Regions from separate parts of the Pan troglodytes genome. Here region 2 is linked to region 1. A link is a contact called in public Hi-C data. All regions are on one chromosome and are shown on one strand. Each heading gives the region's core, a stretch centred on a gene start, on an enhancer-like site or on the middle of the called end of the contact. The rest is flanking DNA. Distances are from core to core; before and after follow the strand shown.

Region 1 (2,564 bases), core at 41-2,540:
CTTGCAGTGATCCGAGATCGCTCCACTGCACTCCAGCCTGGGCGACAGAGCGAGACTCCATCTCAAAAAAAAAAAAAAAAAAGATTTCCCATAAAGCATGTGGAAGTGATTCCTGAACTGTAAAATTCTTTAAGGGAAGTGAAAGGAACAAATATTTTTGGCTAGATGAACTGAGATTCTCCATCTTACCCCCAGCTCCTCTCAGGGAAGACCTGGGGATCATAGAGCTGATATATAGAAAAGTTTAGTCCATCTTGATGGACTCAGAGTACCTTCGAAGTGAAAATAGGATCTGAGAATAGGAGCATGTACTATTAGCACAATAATGTCAAGGTTAATATTTCACAACATGGAGAGTCAAAGTCATTTTAATTGGAGGAATTTCATGTTACACTGGACTGTGTGATCCTCGTAAGAAAATAATTCTTGTACAGACATTTGCCTAAGACTAATCAGGAAAAAAGAGAGCTTAGTCATTACTGCCAGAGAGAAACCAAACTGAAGTCTGGTTTTTACCTTCCCCCATTCCCTTCATAAACAAAGAGGCCCAGGGGAAGAATCGCATGAGATGAACACCTCATTCAGACAGTGCATGATGAGGTGAGGAGTCAAGGCCACATCTATGTGTGTATGGAGCCCAAGCCCTTCCTGCCACACCAGCAGGCGAGAGCCCCCGTATCTCAGCCCTTTCAGCCTCAGCTGCCTCTGGTTCCCTTCCCCCACCAAACTTCCTCCCTCCTCCAGACACACACAAGCTGCCACCATCACCATCACCATCACCACACACAGCACCCAAGTGCCAACCCGATAGCTGAATTGGCCTTCCCTCCAGAAACGTGACAATACTGAACACCTTCCCAGGCCCTGCCCGATGCTGGCTCAGGAGAGGGGAGATCCTACCCCTGCTGGAGGATCTCCCAGTGAGGTGAGGAGAGAGCCCTAGAGGCATGTAACGGTGACCCCTCCACAAAGACCCAGTAGCCCTACCTACTCCATTTTGGAAAGTACGTAACTGGGAAGAAGGAATGCACCTGGGAATTTCTAGGATGTCATGCCTGAGGAGCCCTGTGGGAGAGGGGTTATGCCAGAAGCATAGTGGGGAAGGGAGCAAAAAGAGGCTCCCTTTTTCCCTGATTAGCGCCACTCAATTAGGAGCCTCGAGCTGCTCTTCCCCCTGCCTTGGCTGCCTGCTGTCTTGGGTGTGTCTGGGAATCAGCCACTAGAGACAGTGAGTGTGGTTAGGGGAAGGCCAGAGAGTGACTGCTGGTAACCCCAGCTGCACATGATGGTGGCCAGCTGCCAGCTGGCTCCTCCCAAAGCCTCCCAGCTGGCAATGGCTTTGAAGTCAGACAAGCCACAGCTCCTAGGCTGTCCCGAGGGGATGTAAGCCCAGGACCTATACACAAAGCACCTATCCAATAACAAGCTAAGTCCAGGCAGGTCCTCCTAAAGGCCCCTGGCTCTCAGACCAGCTGATGCAACTAGACTAGAAAAAACAGAACATGCAAAGCTTACTCACTGCTGGCTGAAACAGTCGGAAGGACAGTTCACAAAGCCATTTCCCATCCATTATATCATTTCATCTGCCCAAAAACCCAGAGGAGAGTCCTGCCGACCCCAGCCATGGGCACACTGCTCAGCCTCTCTGTGCCTTAGTTACTGTCCTTGTGAAATGGGCAACAATAAGAACACTTTTTCTGCTTTCTAGCTGTTTGTCAATTTCTAGTCACGTGTCTTGGGCAATGCATTTAACTTAATTGTGCTTCAATTTTCTCACATGTCAAATGAGGTTAAAAATAGAACCAACCTCATGGGATAGCTGGGAAAATTAAATAAGTTAATACACCTAGAGCACTCAAAACAATGGCTGGATGCATACAAAGTGCTCCATAAATGCTAGCAACTATTATTATTTCTGTGGTTATTATTAATCAGGGGATTGTTAGGAGGATCAACAAAATATTAACAGCTGCCATATAGTGCACATTGACCATGTTTCTGGCACTGGGTTCAGTCTTTTATGGGAATTACCTTGTACATAATGTTTAGTACACGCTGACTGCAGCACCTAATTCATAGAGAGCCCTTAACAAACAGTAGCCACTATCCTTATCTCCCTCATTCCACAGAGGGGCAAACAACTCAGAGGCTTAATGATTTACCCAAGTCCACAAAGCTAGTAAGTAAGGAGAACTTAGACTTGAATCCAGGTCTTCTGAGAAACAGGCATCCATGATCCTTCAATTCTCACCTTCTTCTTGTCCCACCTTCCCCAGCCTGGCACTCAGCATTTGCTCCACAGCTAAAGCTGGCTTCCCTTCATAAGACACATCTGCTGCTCAGTTGCAAGGTGCCCAGCCTTCTCTGCACAGGTTTTAAGAGCTCCTGCAGGCCGGGCATGGTGGCTCATGCTTTAATCCCAGCACTTTGGGAGGAGATGGACGGATCACCTGAGGTCAGAAGTTCGAGACCAGCCTGGCCAACATGGCGAAACCTGTTCTCTACTAAAAATACAAATAACAGCTGGGCATGGTGGCAGGCACCTGTAATCCCAGCTACTCGGG
Region 2 (2,564 bases), core at 21-2,520, 200 kb before region 1:
TGCGGACCTGGATTTTATAATCAGTAAAATGTGTGGGTTGGAGAAGATGATCTCTGAGGTCTTCCTACCTGACACTGAAAGGAACACAGGGCAAAACAAAATCAGCACTGGATACAGCATCACAGGGTCTGAATTCAAGAGTCAGCTCTGCCATTTCCTGACTGTGTAATCATGAAGCTTACTTTCCCCCCTATTTAAATCTCCCTAAGCCTCAGTTTCCTTGGATATAAAATGGGGCTAATACAGCACTTTGGGAGGCCAAGACGGGTGGATCAACTGAGGTCGGGAGTTCGAGACCAGCCTGACCAACATGAAGAAACCCCGTCTCTACTAAAAATACAAAATTAGCCGGGTGTGGTGGCGCATGCCTGTAATCCCAGCTACTCAGGAAGCTGAGGCAGGAGAATTGCTTGGAGGCAGAGGTTGCAGTGAGCCAAGATCACGCCATTGCAATCCAGCCTGGGCAACAAGAGCGACACTCTGTCTCAAAAAACAAACAAACAAAAAAAATGGGGCTAATAACATTCACAGGTTGTTGTGCAAACCAAAGATCAAGAACGTGAACGTGCTCTTTCAGGGGAAAAAGCTGACTTGCTCCAAGTGTTCGCTCGGGTAACTGGAAGGTATGACCTCTGTCACAGGATGCGGAGCTGGGCTACTGCTGCCAGCAGAAGAGAAAGTCACTATCCAGCAGAAGGTCAAGAGGGCTCTCCCACCACAGTCTCTTCAATACAGACCAAAATACTTGACCTGCTGAGCTCAGCCTCCTTGGTTTTGCCTGGAGGAGCAAACAGTGACCTACCAATTAGCCAAGAGCTTCTGTAAAGTGGGGCAAAGGAAAGGAAAAAGAACAAAAAACAGGTGACATGTGTGTTTGTGGGCTGGAAGAAACGAGGCAGAACCCTCAGCTTCTTGCCACACATCTAGGCCTCTGGGACCAAGCCGGGGAACCAGCTGGGACCTCTGGGACCAAGCTGAGGAACACACTTGCACGTGCAGGCGGAGGGGTGTGACGTGGGGTGGGGGCGAGGTCCTGCTTTCCCGGCCATTCAGTGTTCCTTCAGTTCTCTGAGCATAGAGGACAAGGAAGGTGGGAGGAGGGAGGAGAGGGAAGAGAGGGGTGGAGGAGCTTAGGGGAGGCTGGGAAAGAAGGAGGGAAGGAGAGGAGGGAGAGCAGCTCAGGAAGGCGGAGGAGGAAAGCCCTTTGCTGAGCTGAGCTGAGCCAGACGGGGTTACTCTCGGTCAGTGTCCTCCAGTCCCCAGCTCAGGTTTCAAGATCTGTGTTCTCTTTTGCTCAACATGAAAAGGAACCAGAGCAATCAGCTGCTTTAGAAGTGGGTGGAGGAGGCAAATGAAAAAAAAGGAGAAGTAGGGAAAATCACATCAGCATCTCAGGCCCAGATGGTCTTCTTCAATGGACCCCTGGGGTGGGGGTGGGGTGGGGCCTCCCAGCCTGCTAGGAGCTGTCAACTGAGCAGGGCCTGGGAGGGGGAGACAAATTCTAACTCGTGGTTTTAATCAGCCTGAGCTTGTCCAGCCTTACAGATAAGACCTTGAAACACTTCTCTGTTATACAAGGGCTGGTAACAAATACACTCCAGTGTCTTTATGGTATTTTTTTGGTGTTTTGTTTTCCTGATGCTCTGCTGTCTTCTTGAAGAATAGATGATGCCTGCTTCACCAATGGCTGAGCACTCTCTGGGAAGACCTGGTTGTTGGGTGCTGAGGAGAAGGGGTGAGGCAGGGTGATGCAGCTGCTCCTTCAGGTGACTCCTTAGAGCAGGGGAGAGTAGGCCAGGGGTGTGTGGTGCACACAGCCTAAGGACACCCATGCTGTTCATCCCGGCCTGGGCTTTCCAACCCAGGAGACACTTCCTTCTCTACAGACAAGGCTCACCGAGGGATACCAAGACATACCTGAAAAAACTCAGTTCCAGAATTTTCCAGTTATGTGGCCTTGGGAAAGTCAGTTAGGCTCTCTGAGCCTCCATTTTTCTGTAAATGGAGGTCTAGCTTCCTACACGTGTGGGTTATCACTAATGACACTAAGTGTGTTAAGTACTCTGAATGCTGACTCACACATACTCCTTGAGAAAATACAAGCTGAAAATTAAACATGTTCAAAATAAATGTGGATAAAGTCATAGATGACAATCTGTGAAGAATTCCCAAGAGAAACCAGGATATTTAGGCTTATGCTCCCTGAACCTTCCAAGGCATTAGGAAGCAAGCCAGAGTCTTCTCTTTCAACCAATGGGAATACCATAACTTTAGGAACCACACATTCCTTCTAGTATTTTACAAATAATATAAACTTGTATTAGTTCAACAAACTTCTGAATGGCTACAGTACCCAAAATACTAGTGTTGTGGTTCAAAGGGATAATATTTTTCTCAGTGCTCCTTGAAGGCAGGAGCTAGCCTATAACAAAAGAGGCGCTGTGTAACAAAATCCCTGCCCTTGCATTCTAAGAGGAGATGGCCAGAGGGTCGGGTGAGCAGAGGGGTGAGCCTCCAACCCTCTCTGCCACTCCAGAATCAGTCAGCACTGGAATCAGGGGTGG

What was found. A called contact is a pair of places that touch in the nucleus more often than the background predicts.
Region 2: a Hi-C map of stem cell-derived neural progenitor cells shows a contact between it and region 1, with 3 times the contacts expected there. The contact joins two enhancer-like sites. A contact is called at or near these places in 2 of 7 Hi-C or Micro-C datasets (induced pluripotent stem cells and stem cell-derived neural progenitor cells).

Annotation. Positions count from the first base shown.
Region 1 is chr11:33,368,612-33,371,175 of NHGRI_mPanTro3-v2.0_pri, reverse strand. All of the region lies in intron 2 of LOC134807642 (a long non-coding RNA gene), which reads left to right. Among named protein-coding and RNA genes, the nearest start is that of ABCA1, 140 kb to the left of the region's middle. Within about 2 kb of position 1,290, at least 11 of the 24 cell types and tissues checked have an H3K27ac peak or open chromatin away from gene starts, as enhancers often do. A contact at or near this core is called in stem cell-derived neural progenitor cells, where this site is marked.
Region 2 is chr11:33,565,112-33,567,675 of NHGRI_mPanTro3-v2.0_pri, reverse strand. All of the region lies in intron 5 of ABCA1 (ATP binding cassette subfamily A member 1), which reads right to left. Among named protein-coding and RNA genes, the nearest start is that of ABCA1, 59 kb to the right of the region's middle. Within about 2 kb of position 1,270, at least 10 of the 24 cell types and tissues checked have an H3K27ac peak or open chromatin away from gene starts, as enhancers often do. A contact at or near this core is called in stem cell-derived neural progenitor cells, where this site is marked.